Regions from separate parts of the Zea mays genome. Here all the other regions are linked to region 2. A link is a contact called in public Hi-C data. All regions are on one chromosome and are shown on one strand. Each heading gives the region's core, a stretch centred on a gene start, on an enhancer-like site or on the middle of the called end of the contact. The rest is flanking DNA. Distances are from core to core; before and after follow the strand shown. Region 1 holds the start of LOC103649967 (NAC domain-containing protein 74). Region 2 holds the start of LOC100272400. Region 3 holds the start of LOC542533 (calmodulin 2).

Evidence for each region. A called contact is a pair of places that touch in the nucleus more often than the background predicts.
Region 1: a contact with region 2 is called in a Hi-C map of ear, with 2.1 times the contacts expected there. The contact joins the promoter of LOC103649967 here to the promoter of LOC100272400 in region 2. A contact is called at or near these places in 3 of 25 Hi-C or Micro-C datasets (ear, leaf and tassel).
Region 3: a Hi-C map of leaf shows a contact between it and region 2, with 8 times the contacts expected there. The contact joins the promoter of LOC542533 here to the promoter of LOC100272400 in region 2. A contact is called at or near these places in 7 of 25 Hi-C or Micro-C datasets (bundle sheath, ear, endosperm and 2 more) and 2 of 3 datasets of contacts at active chromatin or transcription factors (leaf and seedling).

The regions. Positions count from the first base shown.
Region 1 is chr3:38,271,961-38,275,759 of Zm-B73-REFERENCE-NAM-5.0, reverse strand. LOC103649967 (NAC domain-containing protein 74) reads left to right here and starts at 2,488. Exons shown (of 5, transcript XM_035966187.1): 1 at 2,488-2,975.
Region 2 is chr3:38,464,727-38,468,554 of Zm-B73-REFERENCE-NAM-5.0, reverse strand. It overlaps LOC100272400, which reads left to right and starts at 2,116. Exons shown (of 7, transcript NM_001146880.1): 1 at 2,116-2,434; 2 at 2,534-2,737; 3 at 3,248-3,303. The coding sequence starts at 2,216.
Region 3 is chr3:38,647,396-38,650,905 of Zm-B73-REFERENCE-NAM-5.0, reverse strand. It overlaps LOC542533 (calmodulin 2), which reads right to left and starts at 1,679. Exons shown (of 2, transcript NM_001112077.2): 1 at 1,420-1,679. The coding sequence starts at 1,495.

The sequences.
Region 1 (3,799 bases), core at 1,239-3,738, 190 kb after region 2:
ATTCCAAATTGGGGCCGACAGGACAATATTTTCTGCTTGTTGTCCTTCTGTGGTAGTAGAGAAACGACTAGCATGCCATTCTTCACAATAAAATAAAGCTCTCAGTCCATTCCTATGCCTATACATGCTTGCCAATGTAAGGAAGGAGGTAGCAAATCGAGACACTGCTGGCCGCACTAGATCCTCACCTATCTTCTCTCTCATTTGGTCAAGAAGTCTCCCATGCTTTTAGATGAACCTTGACACCTTCTTTGCCATATTGATACAAGTACTGAAATCTTTTATCTTACCAATGTCTTCCAACATCAAATCCAAGCAGTGGGCAGCACAAGGTGTCCAAAACAAATGGGGCATCCTATCAACAAGAATCCTACATGCTGCCTTGAAATTGGCCCCATTGTCTGTGACAATCTGGACCACATACTCCTTCCCAATCTTGTTGATTTGCTTCTCCAATAAATCTGCCAGCATTTGAGCATTAGCTACCTCACTTGAAGCATCAACAGACTCAAGAAAGAAGGTCCCTGCTGGACTGTTGGCAAGAAAATTTATTATGTGGCGTTGCCTCATATCAGTCCACCCATCAGACATAAGACTGCACCCATATTCTTTCCAAGCCTCCTCATGTTTCTTTCTCAATTCTGCTGTCCTGTCCACAGCTCTATCAAGCAAAGGAACCCTAGTGTCATGGTATGATGGTGAGCGATATCCAGGGCCATACTGCCCAATTGACTCAAGCATAATCTCCCAACTTCTAGATTTAACAACATTTAATGGAATATTATTCTCATATAGGAAATCAGCAACATGGTCATCAACTATTTGTTTGGCCTCCTTATCTTTTTTGGTGCAGTGCTCAAGTGTAGATTGAGATGTTTTAGATCTATGCCTCTCAGCAACCACTTCTTCTGGTGTCTTGCAAAGCATAGAACTCACTGACTTAGAGTGCTTCTGAGTTTGTGGTTTTGGTGGTGCTGAAACAACAAATGCACTAATGGCTGACTGATTTATCTTCTTCTTCGCTTGCTTAACCTTAGTCCCAGAACTTGGTTCAGCTGCAACTTGTTCTTTTTTTACCTTCACTTTCATCTTCTCCACCATCTTCATCCACATTCACAACCAAAGACCTTGCATTCTTCCTTAGGTAAGCAAGCATCTCTTTTGAAACCAATTCAGGCACACTACCACACTTCATTGTATCACCAAAACCTCCAGCGAGATGTTGCTTGAACCTTTTTATCCCAGAAGGGATGATCTTCCTACAGAAAATGCACTGCACAAAGTCCTTCTTTGTAGAATCTGGCCACCAACCATATTTCCATCCTGGGTCTTGTGATTTGGCTTTCCTCTTCACGTCAACAGCTTGGGATGCAAGCTCTGGTGGAAGTGCTGCTATAGCCTTTTCAACAAAAGCAGCAGAGTCTAAAGTAGCAGAAGCTGCTGAACCAGGAGCACCACCTGATGCGGCTGATGATTCTACATTATTCATAATAACTTCCACTTGTGCACGGCCAGCAACAAATTCTGTATAGGGCAGCAGGCCAGCAACACAGCATTGGTTGAATTGGGGGAGCAGGAGGGACAACAGCAAGTCAGCAACCATCCACTACATGCAGTACAAAGAAGGAAGAAAAGTGGAGGGAGCAGGAGAAACCTTCAGATGATGTGCTCATCTCGCCACTGGTTTGTAGCCACAGCCGCTGCAGGACTCCAGGAGGGGCAGGGACGCAGGCTGCTGTGCCGCTGCCCGCCGGCTGTGCCGCCGCCCGCCGGTGTCTAGGAGGAGGGGCAGGGACGCAGGGGCAGTGGCGCAGTGCAAGAGAAGGGAGAGGCAGGGGGCGCAAGAGAGGAGACGTTGGCCAGGCCAGGGAGCCAGTGTTTGGCGGCTAGGGTAGAATAGGAGAGGAAAGGAGACTTGTAGTCACTATAGATGGGCTAAAAAAGACCCAATAACTGAACCCTAGCCAGGACGACCAGATCACACAAATCGGACGACTAGTCGATCTAGTCGACGATTAGTCGGACGACCAGAACGACTAGGCTGTCTAGTCGAGTCGTCCGCCAAATCGTGCACAAAATACCGACTAGCCCGACTAATCACGATTAGTCGGACGACTTGAAATCACTGGTTCTATGACATGCGACTTCTTTGGCGTTTCTCAACAGTTTGAACCGGCCATCTCCCACCGGTACGAGTGGTGAGCCGAGTTCAGACAACACTGGCGGCACGAGCGCCGAGGGAGGAACACAGGGAAGGCTTGCTCCACAAGACAAGTCCAGTGCGGCGTCCCCACCTGGCAGCGAGCCAGCAGCGGCACTTGGAACCGGATGCGTCCGAATCGCATCCAACGAGCCGCAGGCCAACGACCACGACCTCACTCACACATCCTGCCGTCCAATCCATCCAGCTACTCGGCGACTTGGTCAGGACTCAGGACGCCCGCGCTAAGCAAACGAAACGACCCAGCCCCGCGTAGCCAGCGCGTATAGTTAAAGACGCGGGCGCACGCAGCCCCCACGCAGACAAGCAGTGCACCCACAGCTTCCTGGCTGCTTCGTCCATCTCGCCCAATCGCCCTCCCCTACTACTCGCTCCCCACCACCCTACCTCTGACGCTTCCCCCACCCAGTGCCGCCACTCCCAGCCTTGACTCGTCCGCTGGGCCGAACACCGCCCTCGAGCTCTTCGCTGTGCCCCCTCCAGGCTCCTCTTCCCCGCACGGCGGCGCCGTCCTGGTGGTTACGCGGGGCGCCGGTCGGGCGCGATCGGCCGTGCGGGCACCTGGGCTCCGGAGAGGTGAGCCGATCCCGTCGTCGGCCTCGACGTGCCGTTTCTGTTCGTCTGGTGCTGGTGCCCTGGTCGGTGTGCGGTGTTTTTGTTGGGCGTTTATCTGTTCTACGCGTCCCTGGCGCTCGGGGTGCGACTGCGCGGCGTGTGCGGTGGTGCGGCCACGATGGTGGTGGATTCGCTTAGGGTGGGTGTGATATCTGCTGATCGCGCACTCGCTTAGTTAGGATTCGTTGCGTTTCTTTGGTCGGTTAAGGTTTCGGGTGCCGATCCTAGGTCGATGCTTTTTTTTTCGTCAACGGGGAATTTCCTATGACGTCCTGAAGAAGGGGTTTGGCTCTGATTGACGCCGTGGTCACTAGGCTGGGTGTTATTATTCTTCTTCTTCTGTGCGAAATCACGGGTCCTGAGATGTCACATGAAACGGGGATTCTGGCGTATCTCGATCGTGTCCAATGTCTTCTTTTCTTGCCTTCGATTGCATTCTGGCAGTGGGAAGGAGCAGGAGGGTTCTGCTTTTGTGGGCGGATTTTGAGCTCCTCGACCGAATTTGCAGAAGGTTCTGCTTATCTGGGTTCTTTTGTCTATCTTTAGAATTTTCTTGTTGTCTATCTTCAGTATTTTGTTTTTGTTACACTATATGCTGAAAAATGCCTCCATGTTTGAAAATGATGCAGTTTGTCCTTTTGTGTTTCGTGGGACTGGAATTGTGGAACTACCTTTGTTTTTTTTAGTATATGCTTTGATGGATTTTGTTCCACTAGCAAAATTTTACTTTGCCATATAGCTCCAAGAACTCAAATCCTTTTTGTTGTTGTTGTTGTAACGCTTTAGAAATTTCTGCTTTGTTTTGAGAGTAAAGCCCTCAAAGAATTTCTTCTACTGGAAGAGTTAATGAGCTCAAAATATATTCTGCCTTTGCTGGCATGGTTGTTTATCATAGATCATTTGACTGATCAATATATCTTCTGCATTTCTAGGCATGATTGTTTACATCTATCGTTTGAGAAT
Region 2 (3,828 bases), core at 867-3,366:
TTTGTTTGTCCAACTCTTGATACAAATTTTATTTTATTTCTTTGATTGTTGACATTCATGGACCTGACGAACCTGAAGTTCAGAGCTGTCTCCAAAGTCCAAACAACCAGAATATATAGACATAAGTAACTACCGACCTTTGTGAAAAATGATTCTTATTGGAAATATCCAGTGCAAAGCTCACCCACCAAAAAAACCTGATGTATTCTTCTTTCCCTAGCTGTTGCAAAGAGGTGAGAACTGTTTGGGGCTTTCACTACCCAATTAAAATATTAAGTAGCAAACTGAGCACCATTACTTTGAGCCCAATGCAAGTTAATAATACAATTTATTATAATAGTACATCTACTATCGCACCAAAAAGACTTACTCAAATGGCAACAAATCGCGCCCAAGGGCGCGCCCAGTTACTATTCTTTCTATATATAAGAGCAGGGAGCAAAGCTGTGATTCCGTGGAGCCACGTCACTTTAATAATTTTTGGCCATTCGATTCTATCTCAACGGCCAGGTGGCAAACACACGGAATTCTTCACCCTACACCAAATTCTTCTGGACTCTTCTAGCTGCCGCGAGGGCCATTGGGGAACTCCCATCGCTACTCGCCAGTGGCTGAGACAGAGCCCGGGCTTCTTTCGTCGGTGTCCTCTTGGACCGCGCCACGCAGTTCTCTAAGCTCACTATCCCCTTCTCGAAGAAGGTTGTGGCCGTATGGGAAGGCGGTGAAGAAGGAGAATACAGAGGAGAAGCTTGCTGGCGGCGACAGGAAGCCGATATACATGCATGTGTGACCCCAGCAGGTTCACGCCACGGACTGCCACATCTCGCCGAGCAGGTACTTTTGCTGAGCCGCTAATGCCGTGTTTGTTGGGCTTAAGCTAGCTGCAAGATTTACCATATTACCTTTTCGAAATTTAAGCTTTATGATTTTGGCTTAGCAAAGCGAGTGTCGGATCTGTGCTTTATTGGATGAATATATGGCTTTAGGAGGAACTGGTTGTTTAGATCGACCGGTGCAGTCCCGCAGATTGGGATCTGCATGGTTACTCTATTCTAAAAAAAACAATGGACTAAGTATAAATTTATACACCTATATAAGTGAAGCAAGCACTTATATCATTGTCAGATACAACAGACCTAGCTAATCTTGGAAATGGTCTTCAGCATTTGGGGTAACCCTTTCATTCTCTGGTCATTTAATATTTTTTTATCGAAATGGTCATTTAATGTGTTGTTACTTTGAACTGTATAATTTACAACTGGTCATTTAATGTTTTTTAAGATGATATTAGATTTCTATGATTCACAACCAGTTTCATGTCTCTTAAGGGAATGTTATATTTGGTTTTCTACGCGCGCGGGGCGCGCATCAGTTACTAGTAGACTATGTATACATTGAGTACGCGAGATATGCCCGATCATACAGGCATACCTGCTAGATACACCCCTGCGTGGCGGGCGTTCAGCTAGTGTGAACACGACTAACAACAACTGAGCATGTATTTATTTAGACCCTGTTTGGTACGGCTCCGGCTCCTCTAAAAATGACTCCGGCTCTAACTTCTCTTCAAAAATAACTCATCTATAGGAGCCATGTTTTTTTAACAAATCGTTTGATAAAACGACTCTTCATGACGTGAGAGGAGGGGAATGAGAGGAGTCGGTAGGAGCCAATTTTTTTGGCTCCGACTCCTCTCTTAAAAATGGCTCCAGCTACTCAGTGATCTTTATTGGGAGTTATTTTTTAAAGACCGTTTAGGACTGATTTAGTGACAAAGGGATCATGAGATGATTGGAGGGGATTGAGGGGGAAATGAACTAATTTCCTCCTCAACCCCCTCCAATTTCCCATGATCCATGGTCACCAAATTAGTCCTTAGAGGGCTCCTCCAAGAGCCGAAGTCGGAGCCGGTTTAGAAGCCCTACCAAACTGGCACTTAGGATAGTATAGTTATTATACACAGTAATTAATGTATTTTAGTTAAATTCTAATCAATCAAACCAAATAGAATTTTTTAGTAACTAAACTTTAGTGAAAAAAAAAACAAAAACAAACGGGCCTTCATCCGTCTCGCGCCAGGCGCCCAGGCCGATAGTTGTCTACGGGCCAAATCATCGACTGCGGGAGCTTATCCGCACTCCGACCGGTGCCACCTCCAAGCTGAGCCCGCTCCTAGACTCCCAGTCCCCTCCGCAGTCCGCACCGCCGCCTCGCCATGGAGGCAGCTGCCGCCGCCTTCTTGTCCCCTCCCCGCGTCGCCCTCGACGTCCGCACACTCTTCTCCCCGCCCCGTTGCCTCCCCGTCTCGCCCTCATCCCAGCTCCGCCTCGCTGCCCGCCCCCGCGCGCTCGCCGGCGCCAAGCCGCGGTTCCTGAGCCCCCATCGAGAACCCGCCGTCGACGGCGGTCGCGGCGCCAGGGATGTCGTCGCGATGGTACGGTCCGCGCTTGGCCGAGCTCTGGGGAGCGAATTTGGCGTGTCTGGAGTGCGATAACGCCTAAATGGTGTTTTTGTCTGTTGTTGGTGCCTGCAGGTGGTGCCGTTCCTGAGGGGGGCCGCGTGGGAGCAGCCACCGCCGGACTTGGCCTCGTTCCTGTACAAGAACCGGATCGTGTACTTGGGGATGTGCCTCGTTCCGTCGGTCACGGAGCTCATGCTCGCCGAGTTTCTCTACCTCCAGTATGACGACGCCGAGAAGCCAATCTACATGTACATCAATTCCACTGGCACCACCAAGGTTTGGTGCTGCTTCTGATTCACCTTTCCTTGATTTCCTTATGACCATGATAACTTTTTCACTCGGTTTAATTTTGGACCTTTTCCTTCTTAATACAATGATGCCCAACTCTACTGGGCGTTCGGGAAAAAAAAATCCTTATGGCGATTATTACTTGGTTGTGTCAAATGAGTGCGGACGTAGGTCGGAGCTCACAACCAAAATGGAAACACACCTACCTAGGAAAACAATAAACACGATAAGGCTACGAGCTTAAAGTATGCCTGGGTTATTTGACAGACCTATGGCTCCAAAAACCTTTGTGTAGTGGGCATCAATTTATCTTAGCCTGTGGATTTTTGGTTCTTTAATCATTAGTTTTGTTCACCTAGACTATGTGTAAGTTTATTTGTTTTCTCACCCACAGAGCACCGAGTTTTCTATTTTTTTTTGTAGGAACGTATCTCTTAACAATCACAGATTAATTCTTGCTCTAATCCAATCTTCATATCATCTTTCTCCCTCATTCAGAATGGCGAGAAGTTAGGCTATGAGACAGAAGCTCTTGCAGTATATGATGCTATGAGGTCAGATTTGACATACTATGTATTTATACTGCTTTCTTGTTCCTTGCAAATCTATTTCTATTCCTGATACCCCTCTTATTGACTTGACTTGGCTGATGCTTTCCACATGTTCTCGATGTGAACTTGTATTGTAGTTAGCTCATTATAAGAAGCATGCCTGTTTTTGTGTCTGCCTGGCAAGCACGTGGACTGAAAAACTTGGATTGGACCCATATATTTTACCTTCTTTGTAGATTGGATCGGAGCTCTTTTGTATGGAAAAACAAATAGCTATTGAGTCCATGCTACTCATAAGAAACATGTCTATTTTTGTGGTTGGCAAGCATTGACTTGAAAAGCTCTGACCGAACTCAAATATTTTATCTTCTATGTAGATCGGGGCTCTTTAGAATGGAAAACAAGCTACTGAGTCCATGCACTACCTCATTTTCACATCCCACCCATGCCTGCTTACTAATTAGCCCCACTTGAAACTAGTTTTTTTTTGTCCCTGACCAAATACTATAACTATAACACTTGTCCAAG
Region 3 (3,510 bases), core at 430-2,929, 180 kb before region 2:
GGAGCTATAAATTAAATACTATTAACTAAAAACTTAATCTTTAACTGGCACACAACCATAGTTGCATTCTTTTTGGAATAGAGGGAGTATTACTTCTGCAATAAATCCATATAGATGTCATTTACTCCTACAGCCATGCCCATCAATTAGCATGACGGGGAACAAAAGCCTATGGTGTTGTTTGCTTACAACATGCAAATGGTGGATGGCAAAATTTGCTAACTTTAGCAAATCTTGCAACCATCAGTTCTTTAGCACAAAGCAATAGTTCTAAGTTTTTTTTGCCAATTAGTCCAACAGTAAAATGAACAATTCGCTTTGAGCACACAATCACGGTACAACAAATTGTGAGGGGATGAACCATAAACTCGTAAGGCTATCTCCAGCATCTTACTCATCCCCATCCACTATTTCAAACTTCACTCTATAAACAGTATAGTCTACGTACAAAACAGTATTTTGCACGGTCATATGCACGATCTGCTGGTCATAGCCTAATGGAACTTGCACCTTTTACCCACAAAACATCAAAGGTGCTAACACCTTTACATCATAATGCGACGTGATGTAACCGAAACCCAGTGGCTAGCTCCAATACCTGCTAATTCATTCTATATGCCTTGCGCCGATGACACACCACACATCATCTTCCCTGCCATGCACATGCCCACTGGCAAGTGACTCATCATGCCCCTACAACCCCCATGGTGCCATATGATTGCACCATGTTGCAGAGTTCACCACCTTCAAGCTATTCCTGCCGACTAACTAGTGACTCCACATGTTCTCATAACTTCCCACAATTAGGATCACAAAACAGTGCGCCCTGCGCTACATCCAAGCTGCAGACAGCAGCATCCGCCGCCACCATGTCCATGCTACCCGCACTGGTTCCACCTCCTCACACGATCGAATGCTTTCTACCACCTCCTCACATGATTCAATGTTTCCTAGTATCCCTATGCCGGTTTACCATAATGAGGGAACTCTCATGATGTGGAATGATTCCTTGGCTGGGATTCTACAGAACCTCCAATCGTCGGGTACTACACCCACCCGGCCATCCGGTCGATCTGCGTCCAAATTTCCACAAGATCACACATATGTCACCTCCACGCGGCTCCGGGGTCAAAAGCAATTTGTCTCCCCGTTGGGGATCCGACTCAGAAATTGCAAGCACTAGTCGTAACGTGATATAACCCGCGGGAGATAAAGAGGGCGTGAGATCTGCATCTGCATGTCGAGATACTCCGAGACCAAAAAAAAACCTACCCCGCGATCCGCTTGATGCGAGTTGCCACTGACACACCAGTGGTCATGTGAGATCCCCCGTCGCTTCCGTGACGCGAATCTACTATACCACATCAAGCCGCGCACGTCGGGACACAGGGAGAGAGAGAGCGGGGGCGTGGCGAATACCGTCGCCGTCCTTGTCGAAGAGGCTGAAGGCCTCCTTGAACTCGGCGATCTGTTCGTCGGTGAGCTGGTCCGCCATGGCAACCCGAGCGGGGATCTGACGGAGGGAGGGAAGCAGGCAGGAAGGCAGAGAGGCAAACCGCGAATGGAGGAAATCTGGAAGGGGGACAGGGGAGAGAGAGAAAGACAGAAGCAGAGGACAGTGCGGTCAGCGGTCAGAGACAGTCGCAGACCGACCAGTCTCTCGTGGTCGTGTACTCGTGTGTCCCACCTTCCACACCGGTTCCATCCGATTTATACAGATAAATCTAACATTTTAACATAAATATATACATAAATATATACAGAAATTATGATTAATTTTAGTCACGTTATTGATAATATTATAAAATACAAAGAATAAAATTTTATTTATAAAAAACATATTTTCGTACCAGTATCTAAATTTTATATCAATTTTTAAAAATATAGAACATATTTAAAGTTTACTTTTGTGAATATTAATAGGTTCAATGCTAAAACAAGAATATAAATTTATATATATCAAATTTTATGTTATTTTTTCACAATTAAAAAAATTAACATCCGAATAATTATCTAAATCCATGCTCGTCATGGGGTTTGGTTCACCCGACTAAAATTTAGTTCCTGTCATATTAATTGTTTAATAATAATTACATATATTAAATACGGTCTAATTATTAAAATAATAATTACATATATGAAGACTAAAATAAGGAATGGATTTATTAAAATTAACTAAGTCTATATTTAATATTTATAATTGATATTCAAATATTTGATGTGACACGAACTAAACTTATCTGGACAACCAAACATCCAAGTTTCAACTAGAGCTAAACGTTGTCCACAATATCTTTATCCTTGATGAGGGTATATGTGTACATTTAAGTCGTCTCGGCATGACACGACTTGTTAAGGCACATCCCATTAAAGCATGACCCAAATTGTTGATGAGGGTATATGTGTACATTTAAGTCTCAGATGTGTCAGACCGATCCAGATAGCACAAAACGTTGTAATGCGTTAGATTGAGTCTATATAAAAAGAATAGTGTTGGGGACTTATTCTCAAATGCTATGAATTAAGAACAAGACAACATAAAATATTAAATATTAAAGCCATTCGTTCTTCGAAGCATTATTCCCCCTTGAATATAATGGACTTCGGACGAAGGTTATGAAAGTCATACCTTCGTAATCATAATAAAAGATAAGAAAAGACATGCATAAAATACGGAAAATAACATGATTACTATGAATATCATTATTAATTTATTTCTATTTATTTTACTTATATAAACAATAACAAATTACAAATGTACCTTCGGCTTGAAGGAAAGTAAGAGTACAAACGAGATGTCAATGCCAAGTCAGCGTGAACAGTACGGGAGTACTGTTCATCTATTTATAGGCACGGGACGCAGCCCATGTAAAATTACATTAATGCCCTTTGCTTTTATCAATAACTCTATAGTAATTCTCTAAGGTCTAATTTGGCTTTTCATCTTTAAGTCGGTTCCCCTTTTTGAGAGCACCTAGAGGGGGGGTGAATAGGTGATCCTGTAAAAACTTAAACTTATAGCCACAAAAACTTGTTAAGTGTTAGCACAATGATTGCCAAGTGGCTAGAAAGGAGTCTCAACAAAACACAATACCACAAAAGATCAATCACAGAGATGACACAGTGGTTTATCCCGTGGTTCGGCCAAGACCAACGCTTGCCTACTCCACGTTGTGGCGTCCCAACGGACGAGGGTTGCAATCAACCCCTCTCAAGCGGTCCAAAGACCTACTTGAATACCACGGTGTTTTGCTTGCTTTTTCTCAATCCCGTTTGCGAGGAATCTCCACAACTTGGAGCCTCTCGCCCTTACAATTGAAGTTCACAAAGAAACACAGAGCAAGGGGGAATGAGCAACGCACACAATACTTCAAAAGATCAGAGCAACAACACGCACACAAGTCGCAACAAGAGCTCGCAACACAACTTAAAGAGTTCACAACTCCACAAGAGCTCTATATGCTATCACAATGAAACGAATGCGCGAGATCGATGTCTTGGTGCTTAGGA